Regions from separate parts of the Capra hircus genome. Here region 2 is linked to region 1. Evidence: chromatin contacts called from public Hi-C data. All regions are on one chromosome and are shown on one strand. Each heading gives the region's core, a stretch centred on a gene start, on an enhancer-like site or on the middle of the called end of the contact. The rest is flanking DNA. Distances are from core to core; before and after follow the strand shown. Region 1 holds the start of IGSF9 (protein turtle homolog A). Region 2 has its middle 27 kb from the start of PIGM.

Evidence for each region. Hi-C and Micro-C count contacts between places; a contact is called where the count stands out from the background.
Region 2: a contact with region 1 is called in a Hi-C map of liver, with 3 times the contacts expected there. The contact joins the enhancer-like site here to the promoter of IGSF9 in region 1. A contact is called at or near these places in 2 of 5 Hi-C or Micro-C datasets (blood and liver).

Annotation. Positions count from the first base shown.
Region 1 is chr3:110,182,672-110,185,980 of ARS1.2, forward strand. IGSF9 (protein turtle homolog A) reads right to left here and starts at 1,825. Exons shown (of 21, transcript XM_018046365.1): 1 at 164-1,825. The coding sequence starts at 221.
Region 2 is chr3:110,250,330-110,253,572 of ARS1.2, forward strand. No RefSeq gene overlaps it. Among named protein-coding and RNA genes, the nearest start is that of PIGM, 27 kb to the right of the region's middle. Within about 2 kb of position 1,417, at least 2 of the 5 cell types and tissues checked have an H3K27ac peak or open chromatin away from gene starts, as enhancers often do.

The sequences.
Region 1 (3,309 bases), core at 575-3,074:
GGTGGGTTCCCCAGGCCTTGGTGATGGGGTTGAAGGAATCTATGACGTTGGCAGAACCTGAGCTGCTCCTCCCCTCCTCTGACCTGCGCACAGAGAACCCCGGGGGGACCACCCCTACCCCAAGGCCAACAGGGAGTTCTGGAGCCCAGGGAATCCAGCTCACCGTCAGCCCCTTGGCTGATGATCAGGCTGAGGATAGCCAGACTGAGGCACCAAACCATAGCCCAGCTGCCTGCTTGCTTGGCCCCTCCTCTCCACAGGGGCCCAGATGGAGGGGCCCGGGGACGTGCAGAGCCCAGCAAGCCCCTCAGTCCTTCTGATCAGGTCACAGGGATCAGCGCTCACTCTTCTGGACAGTTAGGGCTTGGCTCACGTCACACCTGAGAAAGCCGTTCTCTGGAGCACCACCAGATCTAGATGCAAAATGCAAGGCAACATGCAAAGTGGGCCAGTGTTGGAAACCAGAGGAACCCCTCCCTCCTCCCGGAGTTGGAGTTAGAAAAAAGCCGGAGGTGAGCAAAGGTAGAGAAGGGAAGAGGAGCGCAGATAAGTGGCGGAAGGGCGAGGGAGTGCTGGGGTGCGGAGACCAGACAGGTAAGGACATGTGGGAAGCACAGGGCTGGAAAGATCATAGGAAAAGCTGAGGAATTCTGGGGATACCCTCTTTACTCAAGCTCTTGGAAATTTGCGCCACGAGGGAACTGGGGTTCCTCTATACTTGGAAAAGGACTGGTCAGTTAAGTACGGGAGACACAGAGCCCCCATGGTCCAGCCTTCTCTCTGTCCTCTGTCCTTAGTCCTGATGCTAATTAACAAGGTAGCAAAGAGCAAGATAGAACCAGCATTATCACCTCCACCCCACGGTGACATATAAGGACAGTGAGGATCTCAGAGAAACCTGCTTAGGTGTACACAGTCAGTCAAAGGCAAAGTTGGGATGAAAACCCCCAGAAAGTTCCCCGCACAGATCCTTGCCTCATTTCTGCAGCCTCTGTGAACCCTACGAGCTGGGAATCTTGTACCTCTTTCTCCAGTCAACCTCCCAATACTGCTTTAGCCATGAATGCGTCAGACACTTGGGAGAGGAGCTCCCTCTCCATCTGCTGGTTTGGGGGTGCCCAGGCAGCATTCTCCAGGTCTGGGCACGTCCCAGGGCTTGTGAGCTGGCGGCTGGTGCCACTTCCTCTTCCTGATGCTGCCAAGGCAGCCCTCCGTCTTGCCAGACACCATGACCCAAGTTCCTCCCATTTTTCTCTCCCTCCAGCATCCTCGGGGCCCAAGGTTTGCCAGGCTCTCGCTTCCCCAACCCCAGAGGCATGGCCCATATGAAGCTAAAAAGCCCAAGAGTCCCTAGGGTGTACAGAGTGAGCCCTGGTGGCTGGAGGGGAGGAGGTCCTGACAGCCCCAGGGCCTAAGCATCTAGGGAAGTCACAGTGGGGTGGTGCTGCCTTGGACCTGGCAGACCTAAGTGGACTCTGCTCTATAGGCCTCCACCCCGCTCCTGGCCTCACAGGTCAAGACAGGCTGTAAAACCTCCCCCATGTCCCCCAGCCTGATCCCTGCCTCTACTGAGGGGCCCTGCACATCTAACTCCTGATAAGTCACCAGCAAGCAGCCCCCGGCTTCCCACTGCCCCAAGTTCTCCCATACGTCACAGACATATCTTCTTCTAAATGCATAAGAACTCCCAGTTCCCTCCTGGTTCAGTGTTCCGAAAACCCTAGTAAACCCAGGTTTGCCCAGAATCCCTCTGTTTTTCCTAAGAGCTTTCCAACTCTTCTGCCGCCACTAGGCTTCGCCTGCTCTCCCCACCCAGCACCCTCTCATTCTCCCATCCCAGTTATCCCCACTTCTCACAACCTTCCCCACCCCCCACAATTCCCACTCTTCGCACCTGATCTCCAATTGCACCAGATCCTCGGTGCTTCAAGGAACTCCCGGTCTCCCCCAGAATCGCCACCCGCCCACTTCTCCCATCCTCTCCTCCGTGGAATGCTCCTGCCTCAGCCCACAATACACTTCTGATACCCCGCCTTCAATTCTCTTCTCCCTTGCCGTCTCCGGACCCCTGGAACTCCTCCTTGCGTCTGGAACCCACCAAGAACGAACCTCCCTCCCCACCTACACACACACACACACACACACTACTTCCGAACTCCCCCAGTTCTCCGGAGTCATCATCCACCCACCAAGAATTCCACTTCACTCCCCAGAACTCCCCTAGTTCTGCTCCCCCAAAGAATTCCACAATTCCCCCGCTTTCTCCTGTCCCCCATAACTCCTGCACTGTTCATCCCCTCGCTGGCACCCCCATTCCATTGCCCCCAGAACACCCCCGCCCTCACCTGCTCCGCACCGCTCGGCCTCACTCTTCCAGCTACACAATAGGGGGCGGGCCCGCCTCCCCGCCTCGGATGCCCCGAGCGCCTCCCGTCGCCCTGGAGACCGCCAATCCCCCTCCCGCGGCGGCCAATTGGAGCTAGCAGAAGGCGAGGCTAGGCGGGCGCGACCCCCGAGCGGCCTGGGAATTGTAGTTTCAGGAGAGCAGGGCTCCGTGGCACGTGGGCCCGGGTCGCCCCCTGGTGGAGCTCGATACAACGAAGCGTGGAAAGACCGATCGGTCGGCCGCTTCCCGCTGCAAGCTTGCGCGGCTAAGCGGGTCAAGGCCCGGGCTCCCGGGGTCGCAGGAGCTGACCCGTAGCTGGTTCCTTGCACTCCTTCCTTCCTGGGTAAGCCACCTTAGACGTCCTCCCTTCGCCTAACGGGCTTAACCGCAGATGCGGCAGCCAGGGTTGAAACTCGAACCTGGCGGGCAGAAGCACCAGGCAGGGAGCAGGACTCCCCGCCCTCCTCCCAGGGGATCCACCCCGCCCCTCTGATCACCTCCCCCATCCCCATCGCCACCTCCACCTCCACTTATTCTTCTCTGGCCGGACTGGAAATACCTGTCTGCACTGGCGAGCTCCCAAATCTTGCCCAGGCGCCTCCCACTGTGTGCAGAGCGGAAGGCAGCGCTCCCAGCCTGAGGTTGCCAAGTCAGCTCCCAGCACCAACCACCCAGAGAAACGAGTCCAGAGGGAAGAAACTAGAGAGAGACATCCTGGCACGGGAGATTGGGAGAGGAGGACTGAAATAAACGATCACTTATTGAGCCCCTGCAGGGAGCCAGACCCTGGACTACATGCTTCAGGACTCCTATGTGACCTGTACGGAAACTCTGTGAAGTATGTAAAGCTCCGTGTGACAAATAAGAAAACTGAGGTACTACAGGGTGAAGTAACCTCCCCAAGAACACAGGGCAGAGCTGGA
Region 2 (3,243 bases), core at 167-2,666, 67 kb after region 1:
CTGGCTGCTCGACCCTCCCTGGTCATACACCCCGGCCTCTGAGTCTCTGCAGCCTCCGTGGCAAAGGTGTCCTTGCCCTTCCTGGGAGCATGTACGCCTGATTCTGATCACTTTGGGGTCTGCTGTTCTCTTTTGCTCGTCCCCAAATCGGGCTGACGCTGCGCCTCCCAGGCCCCTGCCCCTCCCTTCCTCAGTGGCTTAGACCATGGGCACCAGGACTGCAGAGGGGGCTGCACTGTGAATGGCTCCCTGACCACCAGTCCCACCAACCCTCTCACCCGCCCAGCCTCACCTGGGAGGTCAGCTATTCGTGTTTCACTGGCGGAGAAATGGAAACAATTTGAGGATCTCTGGTGCTTCCGATGGTGAAGCATCTGCCTGCTATGCAGGAGACCTGGGTTTGATCCCTGGGCCAGGAAGATCCCCTGGAGAAGGGAATGGCAACCTACTCCAGTATTCTTGCCTGGGGAATTCCACGGACAGAGGAGCCTGATGGGCTACAGTCCATGGGATTGCAAAGAGTCAGATACGACTGAGCGACTGACACTTAGGGCCCCAGCACTTGTGAACCAGGCTAAAGATAATGGGCACCAGAAAAGCGAAACAAGGGTGAGTGTGTGCAAGAGGGCTCTGAGGTGACTGAGCTGTGGCTTAACTTATCAAATCACCTTCTAACAGGCTCCCCTGCCTCCAGCTCCCATCTCCTCACCTCTCCCAGAGTCAATCTTTGTATAATTCAAATCGGACTGTGTCTCTCCCTTGAGGAAATCTTGCAATAATTTCCCGCCTGCTGGCAGGGGAATCCTGGCTCTTGGGCATACCAACCTGCAACCCTGCCTCTCTCCACGAGAGATGGGGATTTTCAGTCCCCACCTGGGACCCTAAGCCTGGCCTTACCTGGAGCTGGCCGGCCCCAGCACTGTGTTCCATGGCACAGGGCCTCACATGTCCTTCCCTGCCTTCTCACCTGGCTGGCCCCTCTCACCCTTCGAGACTCACCTTCCGGACGAGGCCTGCCCTGCTCTGTCCGGCACGAGCCTCACAGCTCCCGCCAGTCCTCTGGGCAGATGTCTAGCCCAGCATTTGTGACTGTGCGCCAATGGTCTGTTTGCTTTCTCCCCTACCTTTGAGCGTCTTAAAGGCAGGGACCACATATTACTCATCTGTACCCAGTCCTGGCTCCATAAAGGCTGAAAGATGAAACCGTAAATGAACATAGAAATGAAAGCGGTAGTAACTCCTCCCCTTACGTCCCACCAGAGCCAGCCCAATGAAGGGATCAAGGAGAGGCCAGAGGGTAAGCGCTGCCTTGGTGACCCCAGTGGTCGAATAACCACCACTTAATCCTGGGACCCTGACATGATGGATGGACGCTGTTTCCCACACACCATCAGGCTGTTTCCTCGGATGGGAGGGGCTGCTGGAGCTGGCCCAGCGCCACCTGGTGGACAGAATCTCCACTGCACGCCCCACCGAGGAACCCAGCAACCCGCCGCCATCCCCCTCCCCACCCCCAACTTCCCACCCCTCCTGGGGGAAAGCCCTTGAAGACCCCAGCTCTGGATTGCCAGCCCAGAAGGTACCGGGGCCACCCCCAGAAGGTCAGGCCATAGGGCGTAGGGTGTCAGACCGCAGTGTCACTGTCTGGGGAGAGAAAGCTGGAAACAACCTTCCTCTCTCGCCCACAGCAAAAGGTTCTCTACATTAACCATCAAGGCCTACAATTCACCCAGGGGGTGATCCCCTGTATCCTGGAGGTCCAGGTAGAGACACCTGCCTGGAAATCTCAGAACTGCTCCAAAGGTTACTGCCCAAGGAGGGAAAAGTTGGTTCAAGCAACTGGTTTTCCTGAAATGCCCCTCGCCCCCAGCCCCCAATCTGTATGAGAGGAAACACCCAGATCCCCACCCTGAGTCCACCAGTCCAGATCTGTGATGTTGCACCGATCACAAGCTGTTTTGGAGACCACAGCAAGGGGAGTAAATGATCCCCTTATGAAGATTTGGGAGGCAGCTCAGAGGCTAGAAGCTAGTGGCTATGAGGTCAAGGTCTTTGTGTGGCCAGGCCAGTATAGATGCCCACGCCACCTCCTGCACAGTTCGCCCGAGCCCAGATGGACCACGACTTCACCCAATGTCCACCTCGGGTCCCAGACCAGTGTCTGCCTTCTGGACAGGAATCCTCTTCTTCCAACTTTTCCCCTCATCTCCGTCTCCCCTGACAGTAAATTTAGGACTCTTGGAATATAACTCAGGGATACATTACGACTTTCGTGGGCCATAGGCATTTTGGTCTTTGTCAGCCTCTTGCTCAGTTAAAAATAATTTTTTTAAAAATTATAGTTCAAGACTGTCAGTATAAAAACAAATGTAATATACAATGAATTCATTATTCATTTTTATAATTACATTTATTTTGATTTCAAAAGAATTTAAATTTAAATAGTCTTCATGAGCCCCTCCCACTCAATATCGTGGCCCCTAGACACATGATTCCCGTGCCTCATGGGCAAATCATGCCCTGCAGAACTGAAGCCCCCACTGCACAGGTGCGCAAACTGGCCTATCCCCTGAGGTGCCACGCCTGTGCCCTTGGTCAGCATCGGCAACTGCAGCAGCCCCAGTGGACCTCAGGGGAGCCTAGGGAGTTTTCTTTTAAGGGGATAGTGACAGTGATCCTGGTGGCCTCTTTGCTTCTCCCTGAACACCACGGCAACCTTCAAAGTAGCCAGCACATCACGCGTCTAATCAAACCAGTCCTTGAATTGTTGAGGTTTCTCTGAATCTGGACTATGGAGCATGTGGTGCTGCAATGGGATTCTATCATTATAAAACTGCATTTCCTTAACTATTTGAAACCTTAAGAATTCTGAGAAACAGAAGTTAAGTGTTAGTGTAAGGTGGGTTTACATAGAAAGATATAACGAAATTTACTTTACATGTGAAGTTAGATCCAGAACACTTTTTAAATTATTCTTTCAACTAATAGCTATCAGAGCAACCAATATCATAAGGTCACAGATCCATGAATTCTCATTTCATTAAAACCTCCACTTGGCAGCCTACACAGCTTTTCAGTGAATGTGAAAGTTCCCATCCGAAATATTGCCAAATCAATTAAATCAAGGAATTAAATCTGTGGCTGAAAAGTTATGAAACCACTTATATTTATTTCTTAAATGATGTTTTAACTGCATCAACAGAATCATTAATTCAGCACATCATTTGTTTAAATTTTACTAAC